2 separate regions of the Oryctolagus cuniculus genome follow, and region 2 is linked to region 1. Evidence: chromatin contacts called from public Hi-C data. All regions are on one chromosome and are shown on one strand. Each heading gives the region's core, a stretch centred on a gene start, on an enhancer-like site or on the middle of the called end of the contact. The rest is flanking DNA. Distances are from core to core; before and after follow the strand shown.

The links. A called contact is a pair of places that touch in the nucleus more often than the background predicts.
Region 2: a contact with region 1 is called in a Hi-C map of an unstated tissue, with 2.3 times the contacts expected there. The contact joins the enhancer-like site here to the promoter of IQGAP3 in region 1. A contact is called at or near these places in 2 of 6 Hi-C or Micro-C datasets (skin fibroblasts and an unstated tissue).

What each region holds. Positions count from the first base shown.
Region 1 is chr7:42,190,128-42,193,239 of mOryCun1.1, reverse strand. It overlaps IQGAP3 (IQ motif containing GTPase activating protein 3), which reads right to left and starts at 1,252. Exons shown (of 38, transcript XM_051858542.2): 1 at 1,084-1,252. The coding sequence starts at 1,120. It overlaps LOC103350040 (a long non-coding RNA gene), which reads left to right and starts at 192. Exons shown (of 3, transcript XR_007924216.2): 1 at 192-868; 2 at 1,138-1,261; 3 at 2,006-3,112.
Region 2 is chr7:42,275,875-42,279,020 of mOryCun1.1, reverse strand. It overlaps MEF2D (myocyte enhancer factor 2D), which reads right to left. Exons shown (of 13, transcript XM_070077525.1): 8 at 1,760-1,950; 9 at 1,342-1,362; 10 at 1-102. Among named protein-coding and RNA genes, the nearest start is that of MEF2D, 21 kb to the right of the region's middle. Within about 2 kb of position 1,875, at least 2 of the 8 cell types and tissues checked have an H3K27ac peak or open chromatin away from gene starts, as enhancers often do.

The DNA of each region.
Region 1 (3,112 bases), core at 3-2,502:
CCCCACCCCCCAAGAAAAGAAAAGTCGGACGGCTTGCAAAGGGCCAGGTTGCTCAATCTGTGTTTGACTCAGCACTTAGTGCCATTCTGCGTCTTTATCCTATTTCCCTCTATTGCATGTCCTGCAGGGTAATTTGAGGGAGACAAGGCTTATTTGAACTGGCGGTTAAGCAAGTTAAAACACACATCTCCAGCTACAGATGGGAAAGCACAGGAAATCCATCAGTTCCTCTGAGGGGGAGGCTAAGCAACAATTGTTGGTTGTTAGGCATGGAAAATAAACCGGTAAGTGAGTGACATCACTTCAGAGTTATGAATCGAGGGCTGTGAGAGATGGGCGGGGCTTTGCACACACACACACACAGTCTCAAAGGGGAACAACAACAACAAAAAACGATCTTCCAACCGTCGTCATGCCTGAGAGTAGCTTTCTTTCCACCAAGGGTTGGACACGGACGTCACTCCGGTCAGACTAGCAAACGGAAACCTTTATGCCTTCCACCCTCCCAGCTCCGGTCTCTCTCAGGTAGGGTTATTGGAAAGGACTGCTTGCATTAGAACTCCAACCCCCTGGGGAAGCCTCACAGCAGTGCTTGCCATAAATGCAGTTCACGGTGGAACGCGGCTAGGACTCAAGGAACCTGTAGTTTGAGAGCCGCAGGGAATTTCGGCGCCTGAAGTCTGACAGGCTTTGTCTCAAAGCGCAGTGCAAAGCGCCAGGGTGCGCCCGGGTCGCTGCAGGTCCCGTGGCTGCGCTGGGCACGCATGGAAGCCATCAGTAACTGCAGCATTGTAAGGATTCGGCCAGACAACCTACGTTCTCCTCACCCCGCAGCTCCGGAATTTGGGAATCAGGGAGAACGCTCTTGGTAAGCTCCGACGCGCGGCCTGGGGGTCAGCAGGCGTTTCACCGCTGGCAGCCCCGCCTGGGCCCGCGGGGGCCGGGACCCAGCGCTCCCTCCCCACCCAGCACAGTCCCACAGCCCCTTGCCGCCGCCCCAGCCTCCCCCAAGGCAGCCAAGCTACCCTCCCCCACCAGCAGCGGCACCACCGCGGACCCTCCTCCGACCCTTCCTGCACTCACAGGCCGCGGGGCCCGGGCCCGCTCCTCTCCCTTCCATGTTCCTCCTTCTTCCAGGTTTGAATCTCCCGCCGCTGGGCCACCGCCCCTCTCCGTCGCCTTGGTCGGACAAGACACTTCCGGTCCGCTGCGCAGAGAGTCCTGGGATTTGTAGTCCCGGGCCGCAGAGACCGCCGCCCAGGTGTGCAGAAAAGCTAAACCCCTTTACTTCAGCGAGTCCTTGCCCTTCCCTCCGTCATTTCCCCCCAATACTCCCGTTAACCCCTGCTCGGTTCTGGGTCCCGCTAACTCCCGGGCCTACGTGGTGCAATGCATTAAACTACGTGGCACACATGCAGAGGTACACAAGTGCAGTGAATGTTCTGAAGAAGTTTGCTGTTCCCACGCGCAGTGAAATCAAGTAGAGGGCAGAGAGGCGCAGGGGGAGGGGAGTGGTGGCCATGACGTCACGGAGAGCCGCGAAGCGCAGGGATGACTTCCTAGTGGAGCTGACAGCCGTTCAGGGTTGCAAAGTGAAGGAGGCTTTGTCAGGTTGGAGGTCAGAGGCGTTCTTATCACTGGAAACAGCAAGCACCAGGGCAAGGAGGTGAGTTTGGAGGATTAATCTCCACTCAGTTTTGGGGGTGAGCGGAAGTCAGGCAGGGCAGGAAAGAGGCCCAAAGGTGCAGGCTGGGACCTGCGGCGCCTTGGGTGCCACGCGAAGGCGCTGGGCTTGGTGTGATAAGCAAGCAACACTTCAGGCGCTGGTGAGTCAGACTGATGTTCCGGGAGCACCCCTCCTCCCACAGGGGCTTGGAGAGGTGGGACTAGGAGCAGAGACCAGTGGCGGCAGAGGTGAGAGAGAAGGGCCTGAACAGCCCTGCGGATTCCCTCATGGGCTTCTCCCATGTGCTATTGCTCCCTTTACCTTTCCTCCCAACTCCAGGCAAACAGCGGGCAGCCTAGGCTGAGCCTCAGGGCAGAAAAAGGGAAAAGACCCCGTGGCCGGCGCTGTGGTGCAGTGGGTAAAGCCACCACCTGCAGTGCTGGCATCCCACATGGACACCGGTTTGAGTCCCAACTGCTCCACGTCCAATCCAGCTCTCTGCTGTGGCCTGGGAAAGCAGCAGAAGATGGCCCAAGTCCTTGGGCCCCTGCATCCAGGTGGGAGACCCAGAAGAATCTTCTGGCTCCTGGCTTCGGATCGGCCCAGCTCTGGCCATTGTGGCCATTTGGGAAGTGAACCAGCAGATGGATGACCTCTCTGCCTCTGCTTCTTTATAACTCTGCCTTTCAAATAAATAAATGAAACTTTTAAAAAATAGAAATAAAAAGGGAAAGATCCAAACCCAGAACCCTCAGACAAGTTAAGGCTGAGGCAAACTTGCCTAGGAAGAGGTTTGAAGAGAGTGGATATTTCTTTGAAGAAAAGGAGTGGTTCCCCTTGCCTCTCATCAGCTGAGAGAAGTAGAGAGAATCTGGATGCTTGGGGCTCCTGGCCATGGGGGTCCTATTCCTGCTTCCTGGGAGGGCCCCCAGAACAAGATGCCGAGAAGGAACCGTTGATAATGAGTCGGGCAGATATGCCCTTAGACAGCTGGGCTGAAACCCCCTTCCCAGCTGGAAAGGAAGATCTTGAATGAGGTTCCTCACTTCTGCTTGGGACAAGGGTCCCTGGGCCAGAAAGACCCAGGCAGGGGCCAGCATTGAGCTGCCTCCTTCATCCCATATGGGCGCCAGTTCTAGTCACAGCTGTTCCACTTCCAATCCAGCTCCCTGCTAATGCGCCTAGGAAAGCAGTAGAAGATGGCCCAAGTCTTTGGGCCCCTGCCACTCACATGGGAGACCTGGATGACATTCCTCAATCCTGGCTTTGGCCTGGCCCAGCCCCAACTGATGCAGCCTTTTAGAGAGACCATCAGGGGTCGGCGCTGTGGTGTAGTGGGTAAAAACGCCACCTGCAGTACCGGCATCCCATATGGGCACCGGTTCAAGTCCCGATGCTCCACTTCTGATCCAGCTCTCTGCTATGCCCTGGGAAAGCAACAGAAGA
Region 2 (3,146 bases), core at 626-3,125, 85 kb before region 1:
GAAGGGGAGGCCTTGGCTGAGTAAACTTGGTGTTGCCACGGAAACCACTGGGGTGGTGAGTGAGTGGGTAGACTGGGAGACCCCAAGGCGCTGGGCATTGTTCTGTGGGAGAAAGCTGTCCGTCAGGAGGTGGCAGAAGGGTGGCCTGCTTTATGCTGGCCCTCCATCCCAAGGCTAAACTGGCACCTGGAATCCCAAGGCCAACGTGGGGTGCCTTAGCAAGGAGGCCCCGTAGCCACACACACACACACACACACACACGGAGGCTGGTGCATTCACAGAGATGCCGCAGTCCACGGACAGGACCATGCACACGCAGATTCACTCACACCTACACATGTGCAAAGAGGAAGGCCCGGCTGCTGCCCAGGGGCCCAACACCAACACTGGGCACAGTCTCCTGGGACACAGGGAGAAGAGGAGGGTCCTCTCCCTCCCCTCCTCTTCTCCTGGCCAGTACCCCTGCAGTCTCCTCTCCAGCCCTCGCACTGCCGCACACGTCCCAGCAGAAGCACCCTGGTATCTGGGGAGGGGCGTGCGGGGCCTGGCGTGGCTTGTGCCTGCGTGTATGCACACACGTGTGTGGGGCTGTCAGCTCCATCTGCTGCTGAGTCACTTGTTTATTCCAACTCCACGCTGGGGCGAAACTGCTGCCGTGTTGGCCGCCAGAGCCTGCCTGCCTTTTCCAGCCTTTCTGGCCTCCCGTCAGGGAGCTGGGAAGGGAGGAGCCCCTGTCCCACTCTAGGCTGAGATCGGGCGGGCACGTGTGAGGCCAGCCGGGGCCGGGGTGGATGCTGCCCACACCTCTGAGTGCCCACAAGACCGGCTGAGGGCAGGAGGCAGCCCGGGCAGGTGGGCAGGTGGGGAAGCCCCCACGGAGAAGCCCACTCCGGCCTTGGTTTGGGCCTCAGCTTCCCCTGGGAAACCCACTTTACTGTCTAGCTGGCATCTCTGTGGGCCTGAGCAGAGTCCCAGGGCTCTCGTGGGATCTGAGGGCTACTCTGGGCAGCAGGGCTGGGACCCTGGAGGCCTGGGGCTGCCCTCTCCCCCTTGCACATATGCACAGCCACAGAGAAAGGGTTGTGTGAATGAATGCAATGTCACATAAGGCACCCCACACACGGCCACACACGCGTGCATGCCTCCCCTCACCCCCGCCCCATTCACCTCGGCATCCCGCTTGGCACGGAACACAGCTCCAGGCAAACAACCAGATCACACCCACTATGCACACAGGCAGGCGACAGCACAGGGCACACACGTCCTCCATGCTGGGGGCTGCGGAGCAGCGGGCAGGGCCGCAATTCAAAGCCAGAGCAAACGTGTCACAGCCTCACTTACCAGGTCTAAATGGTCCTCAGTCTGAGAGCAGAAACAAAACCAAGGGCAGGCTTCAGCCTCTGGCCTCCGCCCTCCCCCACACCTCCGTCCCTCCCGCCATTCCATCCACCTCCTGGCCCAGGGAAGGATGGTGCTCCCCAGCCTGGACGGACGGCGTCTTCCTGACTGCGTCCCCATCTCCACCGCTCAGGAAATCCTCACCTCCCAATCCCAGGCCTCCTGCTGCCCTGATAAATCCTTTCCGTCTTCCTCCCTGTTACAGAACCTTCCCCACATCTCCTGTCCCTTAGCTGGTACTTCTGTGTTCCAACATCAGAAGGCTCTCTGGGAAGGGCGAGCCCTCCCCCGGGAAGTCCTAACAGCTGGCTAACCTTTGCCTCTCCTGCTGCAGGTCTGCCCTTGCCCCCTCCCCACTCACCAAGTGATGCATTAACCCCTTTCCTCCCTGGGAGGTGATGACCCGCAGGTCGGGCTTGCGGCTGGGGGCTCCAAGCTGGGCGCCGTGGGGGGGCGGGGGTGGAGACTTGGCAGGGATGACCTTGTTGAGGCTGTTGCCGTTGGCCACAGGGAGGAGGCCGGGGGAAGCCCGGGCACTGACGTAGCCGTTCCCTGGAGAAGTGAGGAGAGGAGGGGAGGAGGAAGACCACAGCCTCCCCGTTAGTGCCTGCCCTTGTCCACGCCCGCCCCTAGCGCCCGGGACCTCTGACAGCTGCGCCTGGGCTGGGAGTGGGCATTGAGCTGGTGTCCTTAAAGCCATCCAGTCTTGCAGGAACGGAAGGAAGAAGAGCCCTCACTCCCGAATCACTAGTTCACTGCCCTGCCCCCGAGATACCCGTGACAGGCCTGGGTGCTCCGAGGCCGCAAAGGGAACGCGGCTGTGACCTCCGGCCCAGTGCTGGCCGGGAGGTTCTACTACGGCTGGGCCTCTCCTTGCGTTATGCTCTTCTTTGGCACCTGTTCAGTCCAGCGCTCTCAGCGCCCAGAATCTGCCTTGGACAGGACTGGACGGCCGCGCGGGGAAGGGGCGATAGCCGGAATCAGCCACCCTGAGGAGCCCGGCCACCCACCGCTCGGCGTGCTCCCTACGCCGTCGGCTGGGGAGGCTGCTATCTGCAGCACACGGGCGAGCTGCCTGCGGCCAGGGGAAACAAGCTGCTTGGCCATGGCGACAGGCCTCCTGGCACTTAAGCACCGCTAACACGGCCACCAGCAGCAGCCGACCGGCAGCGATGAGCGATGAGCGCCGCGCTCCGCCATCTCCACAGGCCTTTCACACACATGCACTATCTCATCTGATCCTCACGATAACCTGCAGAACGGCCAGGACAGGTGCCATCAGCCCTGGCTCAGCCTGCCTGGGAGAGGTGTAACAATCCGTGCAGGGCCACACAGCTGGGGCCCTCGCCTGCCTTCCACACGCTGGACGTGAGGGCCTACACGCATCCCTGTTTGGGCCAGGCCTGCAAGTTTCGCTTTGGGGCTCTCATTGGAGTGGGAGGGGATTCACCCATTCTCCCAGGTTCCCGACCCCAGCGCACGAGCAGTGCCCGACGACTGAGGCTGGGCGGGGGACTCTGAGGGCTGAGGGTGCGGGGGCAGCCAGAGTCAGAAATGCCACCTTGCCCTGTTCCCCAAGAGCACGCAGTCACCCTGGAAGTGTGTGGCTGCCTCCATCCCATTCCCGGATCACTCTGAGAATGGCAAGAATGTCAGGTGACGTCAGCGGTGACATTCGCAGTCAGCCACCAAAACAGACAGGAGCACAGGACAGCCGGGACTGCGGGCTGCAGGGTGGGGGACAGGGC